3 separate regions of the Mus musculus genome follow, and regions 2 and 3 are each linked to region 1. Evidence: chromatin contacts called from public HiChIP or PLAC-seq and Micro-C data. All regions are on one chromosome and are shown on one strand. The core of a region is the stretch at or near the end of the contact, and the rest is flanking DNA. Distances in the headings are between cores, read along the strand shown.

The links. HiChIP or PLAC-seq counts read pairs in DNA pulled down with a chosen protein or histone mark. A called contact is a pair of places that touch in the nucleus more often than the background predicts.
Region 2: a contact with region 1 is called in a CTCF HiChIP or PLAC-seq map of the NIH/3T3 cell line, with 5 read pairs. The contact joins the enhancer-like site here to the promoter of Gfra1 in region 1. A contact is called at or near these places in 17 of 39 promoter capture datasets (the C10 cell line, the HPC-7 cell line, HPC-7-derived erythroid cells and 10 more), 5 of 15 datasets of contacts at CTCF or cohesin (the NIH/3T3 cell line, embryonic stem cells, large pre-B cells and 2 more), 29 of 484 Hi-C or Micro-C datasets (the C10 cell line, the C2C12 cell line, CD4 T cells and 12 more), 21 of 115 datasets of contacts at active chromatin or transcription factors (T-cell acute lymphoblastic leukemia, bone marrow-derived macrophages, craniofacial prominence and 13 more) and 3 of 9 other capture datasets (adipose tissue, embryonic stem cells and macrophages).
Region 3: a contact with region 1 is called in a Micro-C map of embryonic stem cells, with 2.0 times the contacts expected there. The contact joins the promoter of Shtn1 here to the promoter of Gfra1 in region 1. A contact is called at or near these places in 1 of 484 Hi-C or Micro-C datasets (embryonic stem cells) and 1 of 115 datasets of contacts at active chromatin or transcription factors (pancreatic cancer cells).

What each region holds. Positions count from the first base shown.
Region 1 is chr19:58,453,832-58,458,712 of GRCm38.p6, reverse strand. It overlaps Gfra1 (glial cell line derived neurotrophic factor family receptor alpha 1), which reads left to right and starts at 3,315. Exons shown (of 11, transcript NM_010279.3): 1 at 3,315-3,515; 2 at 4,119-4,404. The coding sequence starts at 4,365. It overlaps Gm41876 (a long non-coding RNA gene), which reads right to left and starts at 2,564. Exons shown (of 3, transcript XR_877966.1): 1 at 2,502-2,564; 2 at 186-352.
Region 2 is chr19:57,879,710-57,884,076 of GRCm38.p6, reverse strand. All of the region lies in intron 26 of Atrnl1 (attractin like 1), which reads right to left. Among named protein-coding and RNA genes, the nearest start is that of Gm52385, 44 kb to the left of the region's middle. Within about 2 kb of position 1,941, at least 13 of the 459 cell types and tissues checked have an H3K27ac peak or open chromatin away from gene starts, as enhancers often do. A contact at or near this core is called in the G1E-ER4 cell line and the NIH/3T3 cell line, where this site is marked.
Region 3 is chr19:59,074,053-59,078,432 of GRCm38.p6, reverse strand. Shtn1 (shootin 1) reads left to right here and starts at 2,364. Exons shown (of 17, transcript NM_001114312.1): 1 at 2,364-2,978. The coding sequence starts at 2,921.

The DNA of each region.
Region 1 (4,881 bases), core at 2,066-4,565:
TTTTCCACTGAGGATTACACGAACCTTTATAATGATTAATATTTGATATTTCAATGTCACCTTTCGTCCTGAGACACATCCGTGCTCATGGGAAAGACAAGCTCTGAGGATGCAGAATTAATAGAACATGTCACACTTTCTATTTTCCATATTCCTAAGGCTTTCTGGCTGTGCATTTCTCTCACCTTTATGGTAGCAGACCGTGAGGCAATGGTTTTCCTTATGGGGTCCTGCCTTGAGAAGTCATAAGCTAGAGTATGAACTACATCTTTTTGTTTACAGCTCTTCTCACAGGATGAAATTTGACATGGCCGTTTCTCTTCTCCTTTGCTTTACTACCACTGATCACATCCTGTGTACAGAGCAGACGTTCAATGGGCTGTGTCATTGTAGAGTTCTTCTCCTTCCACGGAAGGAAAACAAAACACCACCATCACCATCAACATCATCACCATCACCACCATCATCATCACCACCTCCACCATCACCACACTCAACCACCAATCACCACCATCATCACCTCCCTCACATTCCATCACCTTCACCACCCCCAATGGCCCCACAATCCCCATTGTGCCATTGCTTAATAAAGCACTCACTGGATGCCTACAATGATCTGTTATTCTATATAGAAACTGTGCCTATTAATTTAACAGCAACATTAGAGGGTAGGGCTGTCCTCTTGATCTTTCTGTGATTATGGAAGAGTTTTGTAAGCCTTATCAGATATGGTAACCATGGTCATGTATAGTCATTGGTTGGTGCCACTGAGAACTAACCACACTTACCTGGTACTTAATTTTAATTAAATTCATGGCAGTGACACTGAGGCTGGTAGTTTTGGTGTTGGTCAACACAGTTGTAGCAAACAGTGGGCATTTATTATTATTGTCCTTATTATTAATTATTTTAAACAAAGATGGGGGCATGGCTCAAGACTTAAGACTATTTACTGCTCTTGTAGAAGACCTGAGTCTGGTTCCCAGCACCCATGTTGAGCCTGAAAACAACCTGTCACTTTCTAGCTCCAGGGGATTTGATGTTCTCTCTGACCTTCATGGACTGGGACACACACAAAAATAAAAATAAAATTAATAACCCCTCAAAACCAAACCAAACCCCAAAGGTCTAATTTCACCATATCTATATTTATTATATATTATGTAAATATTTATATATTTATCATATATTGAAGGCTAGAGTGAAGAAGGGGTATGTAATATTCTTGAAGCCATAACTATTTTCGAAAGAGTCCTTTATTCCACATTTAGAGAACTTTAGACCAGTCTTTCCTTTTCTGTTAAAAGTAGATTTTAACTAACTCCCTAGGATTAAGTAGAATAACCAAGTGTTTTCCCAACAAAAAAATATTTGGAATAGACTTAGCTAGTGTCTTAAATGAAACTTAACTATTCTTCAACCACCCAAAGTGGTCCCCAAAGAAAAGCACTGAATTGACAGAGAAAAATATTCCCACTCACTTATGAAATAGGACAACGGAGGGGGGTTTTATGTTTTCAGCATCAATGGGAGTCTTCAGCTAAGTCTTCTCATTAACATCCACTTCCTGGAGATTTTTGCCTTGGTGTGAAAATATGGAAATCTGCTTCTGTACGCAGAGACACTGATTGGAAGACTCAATTCCATCTCCCACAGTAGTTCCACCCTGTAGACTTCTGACTATCGCTAGAGAAAGAACTTAAGTAGCCCTTGGATCGAACCATCTGTCGCAAAAAAAATGTGACATATGCTTTCTTTGTTTACTCAACGACGGAGTGTAAACTGATACACTGAACTGGAAATCTGTGTAAGTCTGGTGTGATTGAATGTGACACCGGGGGAGGGGTTCCTGGCGAAGGCTTCAGACACTTCATACCTGCCCCTGAGGAACACGTGCAAGGCAAAGGAGGAGCTAGCACTGGCGGGATGTCCCCTGGGTTCAGGTTGCTCACAGAGGCACAGACTCTTTGAGGACTCCAAACAATGCTACAGCCGCCACAGCTGAAGGGCACGCCTGGCTGATGTGTACTTGAATGGAGGGCTACCCATCCCTCCTCCTCTTCTCCCGGCCCTTACGCCTTAAACTAAAGCCTTTGCCCTTTTCAATTAACACTCTGGATCAAAAAAAGAGCGTCTCTTTTTTTGTTCTCCTTGGCGGCCCATTGTCTGTGGTGATGGGTTTGCAGATTTGACAGCTGGGCTCATAGATTCGATTCAAACTCTGTTTTCCTGAGAGATGATGAACTTGGACATAGAAAAGATCTCTGACACAAGCCCCAAGCAGCGAGCTGGTCGGTCAAACACTACTACGGACATACTCTAGACAGATCTCTGGACCCCTAAAGGACAGCGGGTGTCACGGAGAGCGGGGTTCAGCAGCATCGCTGGAGCGATCCTTGAAGTTGGGGTGAAGGGCTGTGGATGTGTTCTGTTTATAAAATGTTTTTGAAAAAAAATTTACTCTTGAAACAGTAAAGATGGAAATCATCTTATAAAATTACCTAAAGCTGGGTCTGATCAGACTTCAGTGCAGTGGGCTGGGGTGGACTTTGCTTTGTCTCGCTGTCATACCAGGAGGAGAGAGGTGCATGAGCTCGCACAAGCATTTTATCAATGGGTGGGTGCATCCCGGATCGCCGCTCAGGGCTTAGGTCTGAGTGAGTCTGAATCTTGCCAAGTCTTGAGTCACAGCCGCGAATGACGTGGAGAAAAAAAAACAACTTTGTGTTCAAAAGGGTCTGGATGGGTTGCTGTGTTGCACTAAAGAAAGAGCCCTTGTGCACTGAAGGGGGTGGGGGTGCGCAGTCTCCGCGACGGCGGCGGCGTAGCGCTGCGGGTCCTGAGCCTGCTTGCCTGTTGGCCTTGGGTCCCACCGCCAGCCAGCCTGTAAGTCTGCTGTGGCGGACGGAGGAACTGCGCTTCACAGAAGAGCCGGCCCTGCGCTGCCCGGAGGCAGGAGCAGAAGCAGCCTGAGGGGCCTTTAGCCAAAACCAATCTGGGCATGCTATCCTCCCACCGCTTCCAATAACCGCTGACATCCCTACCGGGCATCGAGCCGGGGCGGGGAGGTCTGCTCGGAAATCGTCCTGGCCAACTCTGTCCTCCGAGCTGTAGCAGATTGTGGCATCGTTTTTTTACCTAGCACAGAGAAAGTGAGGCCGGAAAGAGAAAGAGGAGGCGGGGACACCCCAAAGAATAAATAAACAAACACTGGCTACTCGCTGCAGCTGGACACCGGTCAATTGGGTTCAGGTTCGTGGCATTTAGAGTTTTCTCATTCCACTTGAGAACCCATCGCCACCTCCCCTCCAGCCATCCCTTTCCATTTTGCTGGCGTCCTCCAACTTTGGGGCCAGGGGGGCGCTAGTGGTGCGGGGCTGCACCTGCTGGGGTGTGCAGATGCTGTGGACTAGCTCGCTCTCACGGGGCAGTGGTGTGGATGCACAGGAGTTCGGGCGCTAGGCAAGTGCGTGTGAAGCACTGAAGTCTAGGAAGGAGCCCAGGATGAGCGGCAGGTAGGAGTAGGGGCGGAGAAGCCAGGTTTCAGTACCAGGCGGGATGCGGGATGTCAGTTTCCTCTTGCCGGACTGCCTGGGAAGAGAGGCTCGTCCAGGGGAGGGGATGACGGTGACTGGGGTAGCGATCGGTGGCCGGGGACAGAAGAGCTAGAACGCTAGTGATCGAGCCAGCAAGTGAGTGGTCGGGCGAGAGCCAGGGAGGGCGGCCAACTTCCCGGAGCCGGAGCAGGGTCTTGGTCCAGCGGGGTTGGCTAAGAAGCCTTCGCCACCGAGGCTCCGACTCCGGGCAGCGCCAGCTAGCTTCCGGCGCTTGCTCTGAAAGTAATGGTTATTTATTTGCTTGCGTTCAGCCTCTTGGGTTGTGCGCGATATCCTCCAGCTTTGAACGTTGGGAGCCCTAGCGGACCTTACCAGCTCCAGAACCCGGGTTCCGGAGCTTCCTCGTGCCCGTAATAGATGAATTCGCACCTCCTGCTCTCGGACCCGAGTGGGGGTAGCGTTGAGAAGTCCCCCGAGGCGGGAGCGGGGGAGGGGAGAGGGGCGGGAGCTGGAGGCTTCAGCACTCTGGGCTCTCATTTCAAAGCGCGCTCTTCCTTCCAGGTTGGGTCGGAACTGAACCCCTAAAAGCGGGTCCGCCTCCCGCCCTCGCGCCCGCTCGGAGCTGAGTCCCTGGCGGCGGTGGGCGGCAGAGCAACGGGGAGTCTGCTCTCACCCTGGATGGAGCTTAACTTTGAGTGGCCAGAGGAGCGCAGTCGCCCGGGGATCTCTGCACGCTGAGCTCTCTCCGCGAGATCCGGTGGCGGCTTTGGATTTTGGGGGGGCGGGGACCAGCTGCGCGGCGGCACCATGTTCCTAGCCACTCTGTACTTCGTGCTGCCACTCCTGGGTAAGTCGAGACCGCTGCTGGCTTTCTCATCCAGAGTCTTTCATTGGGGGGTCCCTTGCGGCAGCCACTCCAGAATTGCGGGTGGGTGCCTTGAGTGTGGGTGGAAGAAGTTTCGCTAGGGGGTGAAGAGGTTCAAGAATCTCTGGGATTGGGAAGCAGTGCTGGCGCGTCTTTGAGCGGTTGATTTTATTTTGCCGTGTTTAAAGGGGGTGAGAAACAAAACAAAACAAAAACTAATAACCCAGCCTGGTGGAAAATTGAGGGGTCGTAGGCTTCCATCCCAGGGCGTTACTCCCCTTTGGAAGTCGGAGCTCCCTGAGACGCTCCGGCAGGTGGAGTGTGGTCAAATACCGCTGGGGTCGGAAGAGAGCAAACTTGGAATGGAAAACTTTTAAGGGAAAAACGTCTCTGCGCACCCGCGGGGCAGACTGTGGCACTCGTCTGCCTTTCGTTCAGAGCGCTAAGGGTGCCAAGCAC
Region 2 (4,367 bases), core at 692-3,191, 570 kb after region 1:
ATGTCTGCCTGCCTCAGTACCACAGAGTGAGGGGAGCAAGGGGTTTCCTTAAGGAATCCACGGGGTGGGGGTGTCAGCTATGTTGGCGCACACTGTTAGCCATGGCCGCTTGCAGGGCTGAAGTCCTCCGCATGAGGAACACGGGCAAGGCCCGGGAAGTGGCCTCCATGAGACCAGGAAGTAGCAGAGGAGGTTACTGCCCAGGCCCTGCCTTCCCCGGGGAGCATGGAGGAGTCTCTAGGATGAAGCCAGCTAAGGAGAAATGGGAGGAACCAAGTAAGGGCATGGCTGATGCCAAGATGGGGTGCCACGAATCCAAAGAAAGAGCCTTGCCTGTGTCAGAGTGACATGCCGCAGTCACAGAGCATGAACGCTGTGGATACAGCGTCTGGACACTAAAAGTTACTTCAGACCTAGAAAACTCGTGACCATGGCCTTGTCCAGTTAACTGTGAAACACAGAGAACTTAGCAGGTCCCTGCTGTGTCTTCATATCCCCTCTAAGATTTGTCCTTCCTCAGCAGTTAAGTTTATCCCACTCACAGAGCTCTCCACAATGAAGGATGTCTAGAGCGAAGGACTTTCCTATTTTTTAATGTAAAACATTTTTCTCATACACCATATTCTGATTATGGCTTTCTCCCCCCTTCCCTCCCCGTGCCTTCCAGATCACCTCTACCTCCTCTCCCACCCAAATCCACACCCTCCCCATCCATCTCTCCTTAGAAAACAAATAGGCAACTAAAAATCATAGAATAAAAACAAGCAACAAACAGAAGAAAAGAGCCAGAGGAAAAGCACGAGAAACACGTCGACACAGAGACACGTATGTCATCACACACAGAAATCCCACAAAAACATAATATATGTGGAAAGATCTGTAAGGTTTAAATAAATAAAGCCTTGACCAAGCATCATGAGACACAAAACGTCTAAGCTGCCACTGAGTTCTTCGGTGTCTGCTATCCAAGATGGCCATGGGGTCCACGCTTAATGGTGGTGTGAAACCCTTCAATCCTCCACTGAGGGAAACAAACTTTGCTTTGCTAGGGTTTCTCAGTTAGAGAGAGTTTCTGGGTTAGGGATGGAGGCTTTTGTCTCACCTCTCGATTCTGGGACCCCATTTTCAAACCTCTATAGGAACAGCTGGGTATTTCTATCTCTAGAAAACAAGGATTTGCACACCACAGCAGCAGAAATTGCTTTATAAGAGGTATCTTGACGATATCCTCCGCCAAGGAGGCATCCTCCAGACAGATGGAAGTTCACCAACAGCACAGAGCACCGGAGGTTTGTAACTCAGCACACTGGTTGCCAAAGAGATCATAATACGGTCTACATATTTTAAGTCATTTAAAAGTTGTAAGCTGAGGCTGTAAGGAGAGGTTGGTTGTTAACATGCTTACTGTGCAAGTCTGAGGACCCGAGGTGGGATTCCTAACATCCATGTGAAAAGGCTGGGGGTAGCAGTGCCCCTGTAATCCTAGTGCTAGAGGCTGAAGCAAGAGGAGCCCAGGGCCGCAGAGCCAGGCCCAAACTGAGGGCTTCAGGTTCAGTGATAGACCATCTCAGCAAAAAATACAGAAAACATCTGACCTCAGCTTCTGGCTCCCACACAAGCACACACATGTTTGCCGGTGCTCCTGCACGAAAGCAGAGGTATACACGCCACATGCATGCTGATGCACACAAATACATGAACCAATACAGTCACATGTATCATGAACGCGCACGTGGTAATATATATGGCATACGTCACGGTGATACCGATGGCGGGGACTCCATCAGACGTGAGAGTTAGGAGGTGTTCTGCAAGTCAGACACATTCGGGTTCAAATGCTTGCCCTGCTCACTGACACTGGGACCACATCAACCTACTTGGGCTTGCTGCACCTCATTGTACTTCCCAGTGAGATGGAAGCAAAGGAAACTATGACTCAGCAGACTGACTCAGCAGAATGTCTAACGTGAAATGATACATATGAAGGGTGGAGCAAAGGCCTCCCTACATAGTACATTAACAAAAGACAGCTAGTTTAAAAACTGTACTTAAATGTAATCACTTCAGATGAGGTAACAGTATGTGTGTCTTCACTTTAGAGTTCATGTTTTCAAAATTACTTACCTTAAATGATAACACAAGTGGTTCTGATTTTTACCAATAAATAATGATACAGGCTGGTTTTTTTTTCACTCTGACTATTTTGAATCCATGAAGCCAATGGTCAGATACAATATTTTTATGTTCATTTGCAGCACCGGGTTTGGGATTATGAAAGTGAAATTGCTATCAAGTTAATAATGCTACTTTGGAATGACTAGCTACAAATTGTCTTCTATTATTAAAATAGTACTTTCAATATATTTTTTTAAAAAATCTAGCATAAAGGTTAGCATTCTAAGGTTCAAATCATTTGTTATTACTAAATCAGAATTTTACTAAAAATTCTCAAATGATAAAGACAATTATGATCACTTAAAAAGCTGCAGAACGAAGTATTCCAAACAGGCCTCACACAGGTCTGAGTTCTCAACCCACTACACCAAAAAGAGATTTAGTTTAATGGCGTGATCCTAGCCAAGCTCACAGCATACACTTTGATTCCCTCCTACGGGTCTAGATTACTTCTAATCAGTCATTAAATTCAGAACTTTAGCCTGACAGAAAGCCATGTGGCTGGCACAGAGGATAATCCAATAGAAAGTGACTTGATACTTCTGAAATAGGATCAGTCAATATCAAAGAACAGGTGACACACAGGATCACAGGAACAAAAGCTTTCTACGCGTCACGGGCCCACTCTGCTTCCAGAAGCGACCTACAGGAGGGGCCTCCGTCATATACATTGATATGATCGTAGAGATGGTACAGGTCCTTCGACTCGTGTTTTATTGAATTTAAAAATATTGACCTAAATCACTTCTCACATTTATCACTTTCTCTTTTCATTCAGGACATATTGGAAGAGCATTAAAGCGATACGTTTAGTACTAACTCAAAATTATTAACACTGTTATTTAATGACCAAGATGCATCATTTTAAAAGCATTTTTATAGACAAAATAAATTTGGGAGTACGTGGTTGACAGTTGTTGCATGTGGGATGTAATGTAAATACTGGCCAAGGATCCTGGGACACTGAGATAAATTCACTATGCAATGGCCTAGCTCCCTATCAACAGTATGTTTTCCTGCCCACCAAACTACAGGAAATCTTATTCTCTCAGCAGTGTCACGGGTGCGGAGGATGCAAACACACACACAGGGCTCAGAGCAGAAGGCAGAACCAAACCAAACAGTTAACAGTTGCATATGGCTTGACTCCCTTCCTGGACTCCAGTAGGCTGTTGACTTGGCTCCTCTCTGTTGCCTTTAATCCTCGCTGCATAACCATCTACATTTACATTTCCTCAACATAGATCAACTATCACAGCTGAGTGCATGCATACGAGTACTCGCTATGTAGATAAGGCATGTGAGCCATGTGTGTTGTGGAGCCACCACCACCTCTGCATGAACCATAACTGCAGGTTCTGCCTGAGAGCAAAATGTTTTAGTCATTGTCAACCTGTCCTGTTGGATCCTTAGTAATGCACTCTCTCCTGATGATCCTCAATCCTCCCTCTCCTGACTTACCCTCATTCCTCCCTCTCCTGACTGATCCTCAGTCCTCCCTCTCCTGACTGATCCTCAGTCCTCCCTCTCTTGACTGATCCTCAGTCCTCCCTGTCCTGACTGATCCTCATTCCTCCTCTCTTGACTGATCCTCAGTCCTCCCTCTCCTGACTGATCCTCAGTCCTCCCTCTCTTGACTGATCCTCAGTTCTCCCTCTCCTGACTGATCCTCAGTCCTCCCTCCCCTGACTGATCCTCAGTCCTCCCTCTCCTGACTGATCCTCAGTCCTCCCTCCCCTGACTGATCCTCAGTCCTCCCTCTCTTGACTGATCCTCAGTTCTCCCTCTCCTGACTGACCCTCAGTCCTCCCTCCCCTGACTGATCCTCAGTCCTCCCTCTCCTGACTGATCCTCAGTCCTCCCTATCCTGTCTGATCCTCAGTAATCCACACTCCCCATCTGACCCTCTCAGATCCAGACCTCCAGCCTCTCCTCACCACACAACAACCTCGAGCAGTTTCCCTGTCCACTGTTTTCCCTCAGCCCTTCCAGTCTCTGTTTGTCATCTTGAAAAACTCAGCAAGTGTTCTATCCCTGTGACAGGATAATGATCTTCAGAGTTATCTCCCAGCTGCCCCGTCTTCAACTGAGAACCTCTACAAGTAACTATACCACCAACCTTCTCATACCCCCCCCCACACACACACACTGGTCAGGCATCGTGATTTAGATTTACCACAGCAAACGTAACA
Region 3 (4,380 bases), core at 1,115-3,614, 620 kb before region 1:
AATCTAATAGTTAGCCTAATAATTCATAGCATGGCCTCAGGATAATAGGGCTTTGTTTTTCAGGTGGCTATTTTAATTCAAAGAGGGTACATGGAATTCATTTCAATGAGCCACCGATTCACTGTGAGGCCAAAACATTTCAATTTGAGACTCTCAAACTCCCCAGACATCATACTGTTGTTGGAATTGACAATTCTATCAGCCATTTAAAAGAGTGGAGATTTGTAAACCAATCTAAATATCAACAGGACATCCTGCTTCCCTGTGATGGAGCTGGAGAAGGTACTTCTGGTTCCTTGGGTTTGGTCATAGGCTAACAAGCTTCATGGCTGCCTTACAAAGCTAGGTAGTTATTTCTGATCACTTGAATCTCCTCTCTCTCTCTCTCTGTGTGTGTGTGTGTGTGTGTGTGTTTCTAGAAATAAATTATCATTCATTTCACAAAACACCTGGTGGCAGCCCATCCTCATATGGTCATGCAATTGGCTAAAAACTCGCATATCTCCTACCTTTCAAGTCCTAGGACTAAAAAGGTAACCCCAGGAGAAAGACCATGTGGTTATCTTTTGGGATCATTGAAGGAGCTCTAACTACCCCAGGCATGTTAACATGTCAAGCATGGCTCTGGCAAGCCTTGCCCTTCTCTTCTATTCCCCCTGTCTTGGCTAAAAACCATTAGATTACATTGCTAAAACTAACCATCAAAATCTATTCCCTTATTTGGCCACTCCCTCCTCCTGAGGCTGACTACCAAGGTTCAGCAATCTAAGTGTTGAAGTCCGGGAAACAAAAGCCCCTTTGACTCACCTAATTAACATGCCCAATTAAAATTAAACACCTCATCCTAACATAGGGTTTCTCCCCTTACCTTATATAAACCACCATTTTCCTATGGGCCATGTCTGGCTCCCATCTAGAGGCTGTCCTTTGTCTTTCTAGGACAAATACCATGTCCCCTCCTCCCTTGTTCCCTTTTCCTTCTCCCTCATCCTCTATCTCCTGTCTTTGTTTCTTACTCCTTGACCTTTGTCCTTTTGGGGCAAATCTTTGGGCAGAGAACTTGGTCTTGTGTGTCCTGAGCCTATACCAATCTTTATGATCATCACTGTAGCTGACTGGAAAATATTTTGAACTTATGAAACATTCTTATGAAACATTCCAGGAAGGACCAAATAGCAAAATCCCCACACTGAAATAATTTCATAAAGTTCCATCTTTCATTCTTTTTACTTAGAAATCCACACTGCCACCTCAGGCCACCCGAACAGTTAAACTATGCATTCTAAACCACTGCCATTTCTTAAAAGGGAATAGCCGATTCTGATTTTTCAACGGTCACCACGAGATGGTATGAATAATGAGTACCAGAAAGATACTGGTAATAGGATCTATGGGAATATCAATACACGTCTCCTGGCAGGGCCACTACCAGCCGAGTTGGGGCGTTTGCCTAAATTGAGACGCAAGGAATGAAGAGCTGGTGTTCTATATGAGTTTAGAGAGGATGAAGAAAACGAGGGCTGTGCAGAAGGCTCACTTAACCCGGATTTATCTGGAGCGCTTAATGATTGGAATAAAGAACTGTGCTTTTCTCAACTTGTTATTAGCAACCATAACACCTGTAATCATAAAAAACAAAAAATCCTCTGCGCAGAGCAGGCGGCATACCTATCCATTCGGTCCACCTTATTGGAGGTGGACCGGATGGATTGTGGGGCCTTAGCGCATGCTAGACAAGCACTTCTATTTTTTAGATTTGATGTTGTGGTCAAATTCCTCTCCCTGTTCAATTTTTTAAATTCTAAAAGAGTATGCTTTATTATTTCCATTCTTTAGACCAATTCCAGAGCTTGGGAGAGTCAAGCAAATGTTAGGAGAACTAGAGTTGGAGAATGCAAGCCTGCCTAGATATGTTTGCCCAGGTCTACCCCAGAGTTGGGTGTAAATGCCACCGAGGGTCCTTAAGAGAGGCAAGGACTGTCTTCAGTCCTTACACAGGAGGCTCCCTGTCATGCAACAAAGTGACCTTGGGTATTCAGAGTGCAGTGCCAGCCTCCCCAAGATGCAAGATCCTCCCACCGGAACCAGATGACCTTCCCTGCAGTTCTGGCCTGGTGAGGCACTTGGAGGCAGGGCCCAGGTTCTGACTCTGGCCTCTTCACACACGCTGGAACTGCGATCAGACTGCCACGCCCCCATCACCTCTTCTCTCTCTCTCTCTCTCTCTCTCTCTCTCTCTCTCTCTCTCTCTCTCTCTCTCTCTCTCTCTCTCTCCCTCCCTCCCTCCCTCCCTCCCTCCCTCCCTCAGACTGCTACCCACTACCCCCTACTCCTCAAGACTGCGGTGACTCAATTAGCCAGACAGACTGCAAACATGCACTTGCTTGGTGGACAGGTGCATGGTGTAGAACAGAGGGTTTTCCAGCCCTGGCTCCAATGAGCAGTGACTGAGAACTAGGATAGGAGCCTGGTCCTCTGGGGTCCGTCCGGTCCTGCTCAGATCCGCTGTCCAGCTCTAGGGTGGCGGACCTGGGGAACCCGGGTCGAGTCTCCATGGTGCGCGCCTCGGGTGGAAAGCCTGGCGCAGCGGCGGCCTTAGCAGAACCGCATACAGCCACCTGGGAGGATCGCAGGCGCCCCAGGGCCGTGACACTTCACCCGCCTCCAGCGGCCCACGCCCCTACCGGGCCAGGCGCCCAGACCCGCCCGCCGCAGGTGGGGCAGCCAGGGCCCGCGAGTAGGTGCGTGGGATGATCTCACCGCGTGCGGCGCGCCAGGAGGAGGAGGAGCGGGAGCGATCCCAACTTCCGGGTAGTGCAGCCGCACGCCGCGCCACCGGCATCTTGCTTTCTGCTCCCCCTCCCCCGTGTCCCCCTCGCCTCTCCCTCCTTGCCTTTTATCCCCAGCCCCACCCGCCAAAATGAACAGCTCGGACGAGGAGAAGCAGCTGCAGCTCATCACCAGCTTGAAGGAGCAAGGTAGGTGGGCCGGCTGCCGCAGGTGCCCAGCAGCGGCCTCGGGCGGGACAGCTCTGGGCGCAGCCGCAGGTGCCAGCCGTGGCCAAGGGACCGTGAGGCCGCCGCGGTCACCCCGCATCCCCAAGCGCCATGGGGTGCAGCGCCCTGGGCGGAGGAGCTGCAGCGTCTTCCCGCAGTGGGATCGCGCGCCCTGCAGGACTAGGGCGCGCGACCCGGGCAAAGGGACACGCGTCGGGCGTGGACAGGGTCAGGGCACGCACCTCAGTCCACGCGGGAGTAGCGAGCCGGGTAGGGTAGGATCGCTGGGCGCCGGGTAGTGGCTCAGTTGGCCTGGCTCCTAGCTGAGGCCGCACCCTTGCACACTTTGGCGTTCCTGGGCCTGCAGCGTTCCCTTCTTTTGGGTTCGGTCTAGTTCCTTTTTCTTTACCCAGCTGGGATTTTTCAGGGAACCGATGTGTTCTTATCACTTCCCATTTTTAGCAATTTATTAGTCAGTGAGTCGACACCCTGCCTGTGTGGGGCTTAATGAGGAAGCGGGGCTGGGGCTGGAAATCCAGGCCGTTTTGCATGCTTTTCTCTACCGCTTGGTAGCTAATGATTGCCATCAGAACATTTGTGAACAAAGCAAGATCCTAGAGACAGTTAATCTGACACACTTTAAAAATACCACGACTAATTATCCTGTTCAAAGTGTGGTTTGAGAATATGGGTCAAGAAAGAGGAACTGCACAGGTTTAGGAGGTAAAAGGTCATGCATGCTCTTTGCTGCAGGACTTGCTAACATTGGAAGGGCCCTGCTCAATGGTCCTATTCCTCTTCTTGACTCAGCTCTCCAGGAAGTTGGTGTCTTCCCATCACTGAGTCTTGTGACTGAGCCAGGTGGCTTAAGAGGTCCTAGCAAGGACTTGAGCCGCTTGCTGCTCTTCAAATCCATCAGCCACACTTCCGCAGAAAGGGCTCCACAGCACTGTACTGTGTGACCTCAGGGGAGTTACCTAACCTCGCTGAAATGGATGAAGCACTTTTCCCTATGTGGCATCTAGAAATCCAGAATGGGTGTTAATTGCTTTCATTTCCCCCTCTCATCTGCAATTAGCCTGAAGTCAGCCCACATCGCACCTGTGACTCAATGGATGGACAGAATGCCTTATTTGTAATCCTTCAAGTATTTTCATAGAAGATTGGATTTCACTAGTATTTACTTTTAATAACAATTTCCCGTGTCTCACACCCGAAGACTTTTGATTCATTACTCTGGACTTATGAAAACTTTTGGTATTAATACCAGATCTTTTGATGGATGGTCATCTTGCAAATGATTGTAAAACAAAGTAAAATATGTTACTTCCTTTTATTATTTTATTGTAATTCTCAGAGTGCACTAACAGTGACCACATCCACA